2 separate regions of the Mus musculus genome follow, and region 2 is linked to region 1. A link is a contact called in public HiChIP or PLAC-seq data. All regions are on one chromosome and are shown on one strand. The core of a region is the stretch at or near the end of the contact, and the rest is flanking DNA. Distances in the headings are between cores, read along the strand shown. Region 1 has its middle 68 kb from the start of Gm34187. Region 2 overlaps Gm46687 (a long non-coding RNA gene).

Region 1 (6,566 bases), core at 2,286-4,785:
CATACACCTACTTACATTGGTTTAGTTAAAGTGGCCTTTAGTAAAACCACTATGGACACAGTATGGCATCAGCAGTAGTCATTGAGAGGTTAGCCTTTCTAAGAAGCTGATTAGGCTCCAGAGCTTCTGACTTCTTTCTCAGTTTTGGGGTGACATGGTCTCTTCTCCATGTTCTTGCTCAGAAGGGGTGTGGGTCTTAGCAGATGAACCTCTTTCCTGTGTTGCTCCATCAGGTTTGATGAGCCTCTCAGTTCAAGCAACCACACCATATAGCTGAGGTCTCTGTGTCTCTCAGTGCTATCTATGGTGAGAATATAAGATTCCTGTATTGAAATTTAATAGTCAGTGTAATCGAATTAAGAGGCGAGTCTTTTTAGGAGGTGAGGACTGCGTCTCTTCAGGTTGGAGGAAGGTCTTTTATACCAGAACTCTAGATATTGAGGAGACAGCTTAATGAGTAAAAGCATTTGCTGTGAAATCGAGAAAACCAGAGCTCAAATCCCTAGTACTCATATAAAAGCCAACATGTGCTGAAACTCCAGCTTGGAAGTGGTGGAAACCAGTGGATCCCAGGAGCTCCTTGGCTAGATGGCTTAGCTGAAATGATGACTTTCAGGCTCAGTAAGAGACCCTCTTTCAGGGAAAAAAAGGTGGATCACTGCAGGACAATGCACTCTTCTGACCTCCTTATGTACACTCCCCCACACACATGCACACGCACACACTCATGCACATGTACTAACAATAAAAAGTACCTTAGAGTGACTTCATGCTTTCCTATCATACAGTCCCATGTTGGAAGCAGAGCTCGGGCCTCAAAGACACTGAATCTGTTGGTACCTTAACCTTGCACGTTCTAGTCCTTAGACCTTTGAGAAAACACGCTTATATTCTTTATAAATAAAGAATATATGGAAGCTTTTTCTGTGTTTTGGTAACACAGAGCCTGACACGTGCTTTAAGGTTTTTGAGACCGTGTTTATGATGGCTAATCTTGGTTGTCAACTTGTCTAGATTGAAAATCACCTAGGCCTTTAGTAAAGCAAACCTCTGCCTGTGTTTTAGAGGGTGTTTCCAGAGAATGTAAGCAGCAGCATCAATAAACTGAAGGCCCAGAGGAACTAAAAGAAGGAAAGCCATTGCAGGCATTCTAAACTGTGAGCTGCTCTATTCTGATGCCTTTTCTCCACAGTGATGAACGGAAATCTCCAAGACTGTGACCACAAATACATCCTTCTTCCAATAAGTTGTTTAAAATGAGATATATTGTCACAGCAATACAAATTCTGCTACAGAAAATTCGTATTAGGAGTGAGGGTTGCTTGGGTGACTATCCCTCATAGTTAAGAAGGCTTCAGAATAAGTTTATGGGAGAAATTTGGAAGCGACTGTAGAAGTGGACTACATAAACCTTAGAATGATCCAAACAGAATTGAATAGTTGACTCCTGTGGGTGCTCAGAAGACCAAAATGCTAATAAGGATATGGACAGTAGACTGATCACCAGGCTTCATGTGGAAACAAGGACTCTATCATGGCCTGGCCTGGAGGTTGTTTATCTGGCTTTGTGGCAAAGAATTTGATCACCTTTTGTTTGTGTCTGAAGACTTTGGAAGGATGATTTTAAAAGTGATGCACAGAGGGCTGAAGAGATAGCTCAGCAGTCAAGATTGCTTCCTGCACTTGCAGAACATCTGAGTTCAGTGCCCAGCATCCACAGCAAGTGGATCACCATAGCTTGTGACCCCAGCTGCAGAGGTATCTAATACCTTCTTCTGGCCTCCATGGGCAGGTACACACACACACACACACACACACACACACACACTCAAATAAATATTTCTTTACAAAGTAATGAGTGGTTGTATATGGTGGTGCATGCTTTTGATACCAGCACTCAGGAGGCAGGAGAAGGTAGATCTTTATGAGTTTGAGGCCAACCTGGTCTACATAGTAAATTCTAGATTGCTCAAGGCTACAAGGTGAGTCCCTGTCTCAATTGCTCACTCACTCACTCACTCTCTCACTCACTCACACACTCACGCACTCACTCATGTATTCACTCAGTATGATGAATGAATTAATTGAGTATAGAGAATTTCAAGGTAGCTTAGCATCCAGGTTGTGGTATGATTATTGCTAGCTGATTTTATTCAGGTTATAGGAAGAATTAAAAGTAAAAAGCAGAGTGAAAAGATTAGAAAACTGGCAGTGTGGTTTGCGAAGCCCATGCAAAGTTGGAGCTAAGTGAGGCATGGCTTCTGAAGTTAGTAGCGGCATTGAAAAAAACACAAGTACTTTGAACCAAGACCATGGGAAAGATACTCTGAGATCATTGGCTGCATCCAACCAACCTCAGCTAAAGGGTGTGATAGTTAATCTTGCTTGTCAACGAGATTGGATTGGATCTGGGTCAACTAAGAGATATGCCCTGGGAAGGTTTATGAGGGTATTTCTTGGAAGGCTTCAGAGAGAAGACCCTCTCCCAATGTAGGATACCCTTTATAGTAGTGGTCTGGATTCTAAGAGGTTGGAGGAAAAAGAGATGCTGATTTCATCTTCCCACCTTTACTCCTTGCTGGTGAGTGTGTCTCCCTATTGCTGGGCTGCTCCTACCATCTCCCACTGACAGGGAAACCATCTTCAACCTTCCAACATGGACTGAAGATCAGAGGCACTCCAGGAATCCTTCAGGCTTTTAGGGCCAGATTGGGACTGTTGAGACATTTAGTCTCATTGGGTAAGTGGCTACCGGGTTCTCAGTGTCTCCAGTGTATAGCAGGCAGCCACTGTTGCACTAGTCTGCTCATGTCATATAGGCTAATCTAACATCCCCTGACTTGGTTATAGAAGTTAACCCATTTATTGTAGGCTAGGGATATCTCAAATGAAAGTGCTTCTGCCTAGTCTTTCAGCTTCTCCAGTTTTCTGCTAGCAGAGCTGACTGAAGGTCCAGGCCCCTCCAGCAGCTATTTCTATGCAGAAACCACAGTGCCTGGAGCTCATTGCCTACCTCTTCATCTTGGTGTTGCCACAGAAGAAGGAAGTGAACTTGTTACACTGGCTGATTTCAATTTTCTTTACCATTTTCTGGAAGTGGGCACACTATCTGCTCCCATATTTACCAATATTCTTGGTGCTTTTAGCCACGTTGCTATGACCTAGGCCCAAATGTACGGGAGCTAAATCTCTTTTGTACTATATTCTATAGGTTCTGTTCCTCTAGAGAACTCTGACTAACACAGTGACTTAAAAGTATGAACATGGGGCTGGAGAGATCAGTAGTTAAGAGAATTTACCACCCTTCCAGAGGACAAGAGTTTCAGTTGCCAGCATCCATATGAGGTAGCCTGTGACTCCAGCTCCAGGGTAGCCTATGCCTCTGGTCTCTGTACATTTGCATTCACATGAGCATAGCCCCACACAGACATATACACATACAATTAAAAATAATGAAAGTAAATTTGATGGAACAAGTATACACTTGAAAGGGAAATTGCAGGGGAAGGGGACAGCTGCTCACACAGTGTTCCCTAGGGAAGGGCTTCTCTATGACAAGCCACGAACTCAGAGGCTTCTCCAGCCTGGGTACAGGGAGAGAGATTTACAACTTGAATTTTTGAGAGATGCTGGGACTTTTCAGATGGTGGTGACTCTTGGAGATAGACAGAGGTCTTGTGAGGTTCTTCAGTTTAAGGAGATATGTTTGGTTATCGAATTGAGGAGGACTGAATTTATGGTATTTGTGCGTGTGTGTGCATGTGTATGTGTGACAAAGACAAAAGAAAACTTTAGTCATCATTCCCCGGGGGCCATCTACCTTGGTCTCCTTAGACAGAGTCTCTCTTATTGGCCTGGAGCTTGCCAAGTGAATTAGGCTGCCTGCCAATCCTCTACCTCATAGCTCTTTAGCCTACCATTTTGATGTATGCTAGTCACATTACCAACCCTTAACTCTGACATTTCTTTGCTTGATAGCTTGTCTGACTACTGCAGGGCCTGGGGAGTTGTGCCTAGTTGGGTATGAATGATGAGTGACTGCTAACAGTTGCTATGCAAACACATCCACAATTGGTCAAAGTGTGAAGAATAAGCACCTGTGGGGGAGGTCAGTCGTAAGTGGGTCACCCCTATGCCCCCAAGGTTCAGGAACTGTTTTGGAAGAGGGGGAGAAAGATTGTAAGAGCCAGAGGTTAGGGAGCACTGGGGCTTTGGAACAGTGTCGTCTAGACATGACCGAACCCCTATATGCATGAACTCACAGCAGATGTAGTTGCCTGTACAGGATCACACCAGTCAACATTCCAGCTTGCATATGGATGGCCCTATCCAAGGCCCCTCCTGTAACTGAGAGGTTATTGACAGTTGATGGTTGTCTAAGGAAGCGATAGTTATTTTTCTTTAGAGTTGTGTTCCTTTGTGGTTGACCATGCATCACTATATGGGCCTACACTATGGCATATATGAGTAGCACCAATTGGACTCTGTTTTTTGTCCTTAAAAAAAAAACATGAAGTTGGAAGGGGACCTGTGGAGTAGGATTCATGAGCAGTTGGAGGTGGCGAGTGATGGATGAATGTAATGCAGAAAAGTGCATGTGTATATGGGATCCTCAAAGGGAAAAGGTCAGTGTGCAAACAAATGAACAGAGTTCACTTCTCCCTGTGCCTGAGAAGTGGAGCAATGGAGCTGGCTAGACACACAGTCTAGGGTGCAAAGGACATCGACTGAGTCCTTTCATAGTCTCTCTTTGTCCCATGGTGGGCTGAGGTCAAGGCTTGTGTTCTGCACTCTTCTCCAGTGAGATTGAGCTTCAGTTAGCCAGAGTGGTCATGTCTGTGCTCTTGGATTGGCTCGCTTTCTGGTCTCATTTTGTTTTTTCATGACCAGCTTATCTCAGGATGCTAATAACCTCCTAAAACTACTTGTACATGATCCTGGCCTCATCTTCTCCTTCTAGGGGAGCCCCGACTAAAGTGCTAGTCAGATTAGCTTTGACCAAAGTCACTTGGGTAGAAGGGGCATCCTCAGAAGGGTATTGTGGGTAGAGTGGACATAGAAAGGTTGACCTTGCTCTTAAAAAGAAGCTGCTAGAAGGGGAAGTAGACTATCCACATACAATATAAAGATTCTTCCCACATGAAAGTTCATAGACCAGAGGGTGGGGCTCTGTGTTGGAAACTGTGTGAGTGGAGATCAAAGGCGAGGCAAATAGAAATCATATTGTTGTAGCAGTATATTACAGGCTGCTGGGCCAGATGGGGGAACTGATGATAGGCTCCTGACCGAGACCACACAACTGGCCCGGAGGCAAGAGAATTACAGATGGGAGCGCCCCCAACTGTGTAGCTTGCTCAGTTTCTATGAACTTCAAGCAGAGACTACCCAAGCCAGGTCTTGGCTTACTTTCTCAATGGTTCATGTGGTGTGTGGTAGAGATATAACAAAGGGAATTGCTACTGTTCAGTAAAGTCAAGCTAAGACGGAACTATTTGGTGAGAAGGTGAGGTGGGTAAATTTGTTATCTTACAATGAGGGTCATAGGTATGGTCTGCTCTAGTTTCAAATGGCTTAGAACATCGGTTTGTAGGCAGAAGCTGTACTCCACACACCTCCTTAAGGGTCAATACAGAACTCTTGCCTGTTCCTCTCTCTTAGACCCTGTCTCCCAGACTCTCACTGGGAGGGCTAGAATCAAGAATGTTCAGTGCTTTTACTACAAGGGTATCTCAGAAGTCACTTTGAAAAAAAATACCTCAGAGACTATGCAGGCCAGAGCTCATAGTTTGTGTGTGTATGTGTGTGTGTGTGTGTGTGTGTGTGTGTGTGTGTGTGTATGTGTGTGTGTGTGTTTTGAGACAGGGTTTCTTTGTGTAGCCCTGGCTGTCTTGGAACTCATTCTGTAGACCAGGCTGGCCTCGAACTCAGAAATCCACCTGGTTCTGCCTCCCAAGTGCTGGGATTGAAGGCGTGCACCACCACTGCCGGGCAACCCTTGGGCTTCTTGGCTAGCCAGCCTGGCCTAATTTATTGGTGAGCTTCAGGTCAAGGTGGATAGCTCCTGAGGAATGACATCTTGGGCCCGCCACATGCATGTATGTGCACATACATGTACCTGCGTATGCCCCTCCCACACACAAATCATTCAAAAGAGGTGACAAATGGCTAATAATGAACAGGCAACAGTTGCAAAGAACTCTGACTGTGCCTTTCACAGTGCCAAGGGTTTTAGTTAAGTTCTGGCTTGGAGAGTGTCTGTCTCCAGCTTCGGTGAGATGCTAGCAGATGACAGAGGAAGTAGCTTCTCTTCCTGTTTCCTGTTGGTCTCTCAAGAATTACAATGGCCATTATTAGAAACCTCCGTCTGCACAAACTACTTTATTTAAATCTCACAACAGCCCTGCAAGGCAGACACTCCGCAGACTCGTCATCTGTCTTCTGTTTGCAAGTGGAAAAAATCCGGCTTCAGTGAACTTGGAAAAAAAAAACAGAATTTATTTCTCCCTGTACCTGAGAAGTGAAGCAATGGAGTTGGTCATAGACATGATCTAAGATGCGAAGGGCAC
Region 2 (6,415 bases), core at 792-3,291, 520 kb before region 1:
CAAGCAAGCACTCGCACATGTGCGTGTATGCGCACACACACACACACACACAGGCTGCATTCCTTCTGCCATCCCTCCCTGCAGCCATGTTAAACTGGTCCATACAATTGTCCCTGGCTTAGCCCTGCAGCTTGCCAGCCTGCCAGGATTTTCCATCACTTGGTGCCTAAGGCAATCATTAGCTCAGAATGGACAGCCCTCTACCTGCTAGCCGCCAGTCACTTATCAGCCAGGGGTAGGCTGGCTACATCAAGCATAGGTCCCATTTGTTCAGCCTGAGAGGGGTCCTTGGTATTTGCCCCTGGGTGAGTTGGTACCTAATTAAACTCTACCCAGGGCAGCTTACACTAAATATATGTGGGTTGAGAGGAGGCTGGGAGGAAAAGGCAGTCATTACTTAAGCAGGGAAAGTGACTTTTCTGAGAGCGGGAAGAAAGGGAGCCGTCTGATCACTTTGTTTACCCTAAGCAGAGCTTCAGACACCACATCAATGGCCACAAGGAAATAAGGGGAAATGGGAACTAAGGGGGAAATCCAGAGACCACAGGCCCCTAAACCCAGGCCTTGTCATCATCTGGAAGCAAGAGGGAGGTTTATCTGAGCTCTAGACAACACTGGCTGCAGGGGGTGGGGAGGGGGTGCGGGGGTGGGGGGGAGATCCAAGTGCCCTTTGTGGCTTTGGAGTCATTGCTCATGTGCCACAGGCCTGTGTGTGTACTCAGGAGCTGGGACTGTATAAATGGCCGCGGAGACAGAAAGGAACAGATGTGTCAAAGAATCCAGTGACTGAGTGTGTATGGTAAAGTTACCCTGACGAGGCACGGGAGAACAAGAGAATGATCGATCAGCTGAAGCCTAGGCCTAGGTGGCAGGATCCCGATGATCAGAACTAGGGCTAAAGGACTAGTTTGCGAACAAAGGTGGTGGTTGTGGATCTAGAAAGATCTTGGGGTCTTCTTTAAGCCCTCATGAATTCAGAGGGTGAAAACATTTGATCAACTGGACAAAAAGTAAAACCAAGTACCAAGCACTTCTGGTTGGTACCAAGAGTTAGAGCACTTTTGGTTGGAGAAAGGGTTTCTTTCTGGCTCACTATTTTAACCAGTTAGCATTTATTAAGCACTTGCCTTACGCAAAGCAGTATGCTGGACATCTGGGGCCACAAGTGCTAGACTCCTCAAATGACCCAGCAGGGGCGACTCCTTCCTTTTATGTGCAAAATAACAAAGGACATAAAGGACTGTGGGTGAGCTTCTGAGGACGTGGAGAAGGAAATCAGCCACTCCCTGAGCGTCACTGTTACCCTGCCCCTGCGCCTGCAGCTGGATTCCAGGAGGAAGATGAGGCTACCAGCCTCTTGGGGCCAGGGACCTCTCTGCTTCCAACCTAAACCCGGACCAAGCTCCAGGGCCTTCCAGATTGTTCTGTTTGGATGGTGGCAGGGGTCACATGGGTCCTTTACTTCCCCCTTCCTTGGAAAGCCTGCCTAACTTTATTTCCCCTGGGGGCCAGGCCAGAGAGATTTTGATGCAAATCAAGAAGGCAGCTTTTCAAGTCAGGACTAGCCTGACCGAGAGACTAGCCCCAGACCGAGAGAAAAGGGAAGCTTGCACTGCCCCCCTCCAGCGCTCTCTCTCTCTCCTCTCCTCTCCTCTCCTCTCCTCTCCTCTCCTCTCCTCTCCTCTCCTCTCCTCTTCTCCCCTCCCCTCCCCCCGCCCCCCCCCCGCTCTTTCTGGAACTCGATAAGGGAATACTGCCTCCCTGAACAAAACAAACTTGGAAATCTCCAAGGTTTGGAATTGTGAGGGAGTCCCCCAGCAGAGAATTTGAACTGGCTTAAATACATCCCCCTTCCCTGGGCACACTCCCTCTGTGCCCCCTAGATTCGACTTGCCCCTTGGGGTGTTTCAGTGTGATCACAGGTGCCCTCCTTCGAGCCATCTGGCCTGGGCCCAGCCTTTGCTCTTGGTTTCCCTACGCACTGGCGAAACGCGCTGGAACCTTCAAAGCGCATTCCTAAACACTACCGGGGAACTGTGGGGAAGTGCAAACAAAGAGGCTGGGAGTACTCAGGCAGTTAGCGTACTGAGTCTGTGGGCCAACAGGGCTGGCCCAAGTTCAGTCAGACTCCCTGGCTCTGAGCCAGCTAGAGCTGGCAGTGCGCCCTCTCCAGCCCACTACTCAGACCTCCTTGCCCCCAAATTTGGGCACCCCCCCTCCTCAGCCAGCTTAAGTCTAAGCCAGCCCTCCTGCCCCTCCGCAGTCCTCTGAGAACAGTACTTCCTCATTCTGGTCTGGTGGATAGTTGCAGGCTTCTGCGCGAGCTCTCCGAGAGAGAGTAAATTGTCAAAGAGCAGGAGCCCTTCCCTTCTTTCGAGTGGCCCCGGGACTGAGCATGGCCTGAGTTCCCTGACTGGTAGCTTTGGGATTTGAGTAGTGGTGAACACTTGGTAACTTCGATCCTATGCTGAATAAAAGTCCGATCGTGCTCTGTGTTCCCTTACGCAAGCAGACGTTCCCTAGAAATACAAATAGGAGGTGGGGGGGGATGGGTGTCAAATCACATGCTTCTTCATGGGTCACCGGTGAGCAGAGTCATTCGCCCACTACCTTTAGCTCTGGTCTCTGGTCTGTTTAATACTACTGATGGCTCTTGCAAGGGAGTAGGAGTAACACCTCAGGTTTCCAAGATTCTGCTTCCTTTCACACAAAAGCTGGGAGAAAGTCTTTGTTGGGGGGGGGGCTCTTAGCTCTTAGCCCAACCTGCCTTAGAATTAGATCCTAGCCCAGGCTATTGTTGAACTTAAGTCCTGGGGTTACATGTCACCCTGGCCTGCTCATGTGTATGTTTTGAAACAGGGTCTTGTGCTGCCCAGAGCTCAGTCCTCCTAACTCAGCTTGTTGTGTAGCTGAAACAGCAGGCTACAACTACAGAGGACTTTTTTATTTCTTTCTCTTTTTCCTTATCCCACCGAGTACTGGAGGATTGAACTCAGAGTCTCATATATGCTAGGTAAGTTCCTTAAGCACTGAGCTGTAGCCTTAGTCACTTTTATAGTTTTTTCTTTTGAGACAGGGTCTAGGCTGGCTTTGAACTCAGAATCTCCCTGCCTCAGCCATTTTAGTCAAAGGCGCAGGGCGATACACTCGGTTTATATATAGGTACTACAGATCTAAACTCAGACCCCTGTGTTGTACAACACTGAACCCTTTCTCAACCCCAAGAATTTTTTGGGCAGGGGGAGGTTGGGGGGTCTGGGGTCAGTTTTGAGGCAGAATTTCTCTGTGTAGCCCTGACCGTCCTGGAACTCGATCTGTAGTCCAGGCTGGCCTCGAACTCACAGAGATCTGCCTGCTCATGCCTCCCGTGTGCCGTTACTGCTCGGCCAAGACTGTATTTTTTTAAGCTATAATTCAGTGGTGTGTTTTTATCGATGCTCCACTTACATACAAACACCTTCTGCCCAATCTTCTAAGTGGGGACTTGGGGGCTGGTGTCCTATGTTTTCCTTCCCCAAGATTCTGCCTAGATAACTAGATCATATTAATTGAAAATGGTAGGGGGTAACACCTGCACGTGACCAAAAAAATGTCATTGTTTTCAGATAGGGTCTCATGGTGCTGAGGTTGGCTTTAGACTCCTGATCCTTCTGCCTCTACCCACTGAATGCTGGGATTACAGATGGGTGCCAGGGTAGCATATGGCAAAAAATTCTAAGGCTATCAAAGTGTGTTGAGGGAAGACCGTGACTCTCTCATCCATCTCTGCTTCTCTGCAGGATCACTGCTCCCAGCTTCCTGCGCACAATTGTCAGCATAGGTACAAAGAAAAAGGAAAAAAAATAAAAATTCTGTCCAAAAAAGAGAGGGTTGGAAAACTAGTTTTACCTTGAAGAAGCCAAAGCCCAAAGAAAAATCAAAAGACCCAGTGGTCTTAATGAACATCTATATCAGAAGGCAGGCTTTCAAAAGCACAACATTTATTTAACATTCCTATTGCAAGGGATTCAGCAGCCTTTCAGAGGTCTGAATCAATTTAACTTCATCTTAAACTGTTACAGAGTAATACATTCCCCACTTAGATTGTAGTGATTTCTTATTCCCTCCATCCACCCTTCTAGAGCCCAGTGTGGTCGGTAGCTCATGCCTACAACACCAGCATTCTCTAAGCTGAGGCAGGAGGATCACTTCAGCCTGAGACCTTGTCTCAACACCTCCACCACTACCACTCAAAAGCATAGGCATAGTGATACATACTTACAACCCAGGACTTGGAGCTAGAGTCCTGAGAATCAGCGGCTCAAGGTCGTACTCGCTATCTAGTAAGCTTCTTGGTCAGCCTGTGTTTCGATATAAGGTCCGGTCTAAAACCGAACAACAAAACAAAACAAAACAAAACAAAACGCCGAAGGAAAAAGGGTAGGTGTGGGGTGCTGCAGCATGAGACTGCTCAGTAAGGAAAGGCACTCGCTGCCAAGCAGGACAGCCTGAGTTTTAGCCTCAGAACCCAGGTGGTGGCAGTTGTCTTGTGACCTCCATATTTACCTATGTGCACTAGAAATAAACAGAAATAAATAAAATGTCAAAGTAAAGACTATCTGAAAGTTTGTCTGGGGAAGCTAGGGTTCAACCGCTGCCTCGGCTGGTTGCCTAACTGTGGAACTAAGCAGTTACTCTCAGCTCACCCACGGAATGGGAAGTATCAACGTGGCCCATCCCATAATGTTGCCATTAAATTAGTTGGTGGGCAAAACTGACTTAAAAATAATACCTTGCACCCAGAAACTGATCATTGGGGGTTAGGGAGACTTGAGCCTCACACACATCTGGTTGGTTTCAACCTTGCTGTGGTATTTGTGAATAAGCTATTTGTCTTTGAGTCTCTGTGTCTCTGAAGCCTTGGGTGTTTGACCTGCAAGAGACAGGAGGAACCCCAACATGCTACTCGCCTGTGATACTCTCAGACAGTTTCCAGCATATTTTTGGTTTCTTCACTGTTAATCTGTACTGTTAGGACAAAAAACACTGGACCAAAGCCCTCCACCCTCACCATTCTTTTTTTTTTTTTTTTTTTTTTTTTTTGGTTTTTGAGACAGGGTTTCTCTGTATAGCCCTGGCTGTCCTGGAACTCACTTTGTAGACCAGGCTGGTCTCAAACTCAGAAATCCTCCTGCCTCTGCCTCCCGAGTGCTGGGATTAAAGGCAAGTGCCACCACTGCCCGGCACCCTCACCATTTAAGACATGGGGCAGGGGTGGTGATAGTGTGTACTTACCTAGCATACATGACATCCCCAGCAGTTTGGTCCCCAGCAGTATGTAAAAACCAGGTATAGGGCTAATGAGGTGGCTAAGTTGGTTTGCCTCAGAGCCTGAACACTTGAGTTCTATCCCTGGGACTCAGTGATTCTCTAGAGGTGGATAGATGAGACTATATTTAAAAAAGAAAAAGACAAACATTTTGATGGGTAGGAGTTGCTACTCAGAGGTAGAGTGGTATCTTATGCTTAGCTTATATGAGGTCCTGGGTTCTATCTATCCCCAGTGCTAGAAGGAAAAAAAAAATAAACAAGACGATGGAGTGTGTGGGGGGGAGGTCATGTGACTCCCACCCTTCCTTAGTCTGACCATCTGCTGTCCTGCTGATAAGAGCTTCTTAGAAGACAAGAACCTGTTGTTATGTAGAGATCCAAAAAGCCAGATCTTCTCCCTAGGGGATATGCCTAGGCTCCCAAAGAGGCTGGGGATCACAAAATTGAGGGTTGGTCAGGTGTGGTGGTGCAAGCCTTTAATTCCAGCACTCAGGAGGCAGAAGTAGGTGGATCTCTGGGAGGCCAGCCTGGTCTACATGGAGAGTTCCAGAACAGCCAGGGCTACATAGTAAGACCCTGTATTGGAAACAAACAAAAAAGCACAGCTGAGGATCAGATAGAAGAAGCGGGTGACTCCATGAAACCTCTCACTGTCCTGTGAGTTAGAGAGTTTTGTTCGGACCACCCCCTGCACCTGATAAAACTGTCCGGGATATACTTTCATAGGACATGCTGACTGGTGGAGGCCCTGACAGCCCGAGGAAAGACAAAGGAATTTGTTTAAAGGTATACTTTGCTCTGTGCTAGAAAACACCTCTCGTAATGTTAGGCTTTGGAGGCAATAATATCTGCTCTTGACATTGTGGTGTTTCTGCCATATAATTTAATTAACGTGTGATGCAGGCACAAAGCCAGAGTCAAACGTTCTGACAGCTCTTGGAAGCCACCTAAATCCCTTTGAAGTTCCTTACTACACCCCAGTAACACACAGACAAAGCCCCTAAGGTTGAAGACAGCCCCTGATATGGGGTGCAGAATTTTATCAGCAATTCCAATATCTGCAAACTTCCTGATATCTTTTTCCCTCAATAAAATGTTTTATCTG

What was found. HiChIP or PLAC-seq counts read pairs in DNA pulled down with a chosen protein or histone mark.
Region 2: a contact with region 1 is called in an H3K4me3 HiChIP or PLAC-seq map of pro-B cells, with 4 times the contacts expected there. The contact joins two enhancer-like sites. A contact is called at or near these places in 3 of 115 datasets of contacts at active chromatin or transcription factors (embryonic forebrain, pancreatic cancer cells and pro-B cells).

Annotation. Positions count from the first base shown.
Region 1 is chrX:11,597,935-11,604,500 of GRCm38.p6, reverse strand. No RefSeq gene overlaps it. Among named protein-coding and RNA genes, the nearest start is that of Gm34187, 68 kb to the right of the region's middle. Within about 2 kb of position 3,535, at least 1 of the 459 cell types and tissues checked has an H3K27ac peak or open chromatin away from gene starts, as enhancers often do. A contact at or near this core is called in pro-B cells, where this site is marked.
Region 2 is chrX:12,118,882-12,125,296 of GRCm38.p6, reverse strand. It overlaps Gm46687 (a long non-coding RNA gene), which reads right to left. Exons shown (of 3, transcript XR_003953120.1): 3 at 5,155-6,415. It also overlaps a transcript of Bcor not described here. Among named protein-coding and RNA genes, the nearest start is that of Gm46687, 30 kb to the right of the region's middle. Within about 2 kb of position 2,041, at least 142 of the 459 cell types and tissues checked have an H3K27ac peak or open chromatin away from gene starts, as enhancers often do. A contact at or near this core is called in pro-B cells, where this site is marked.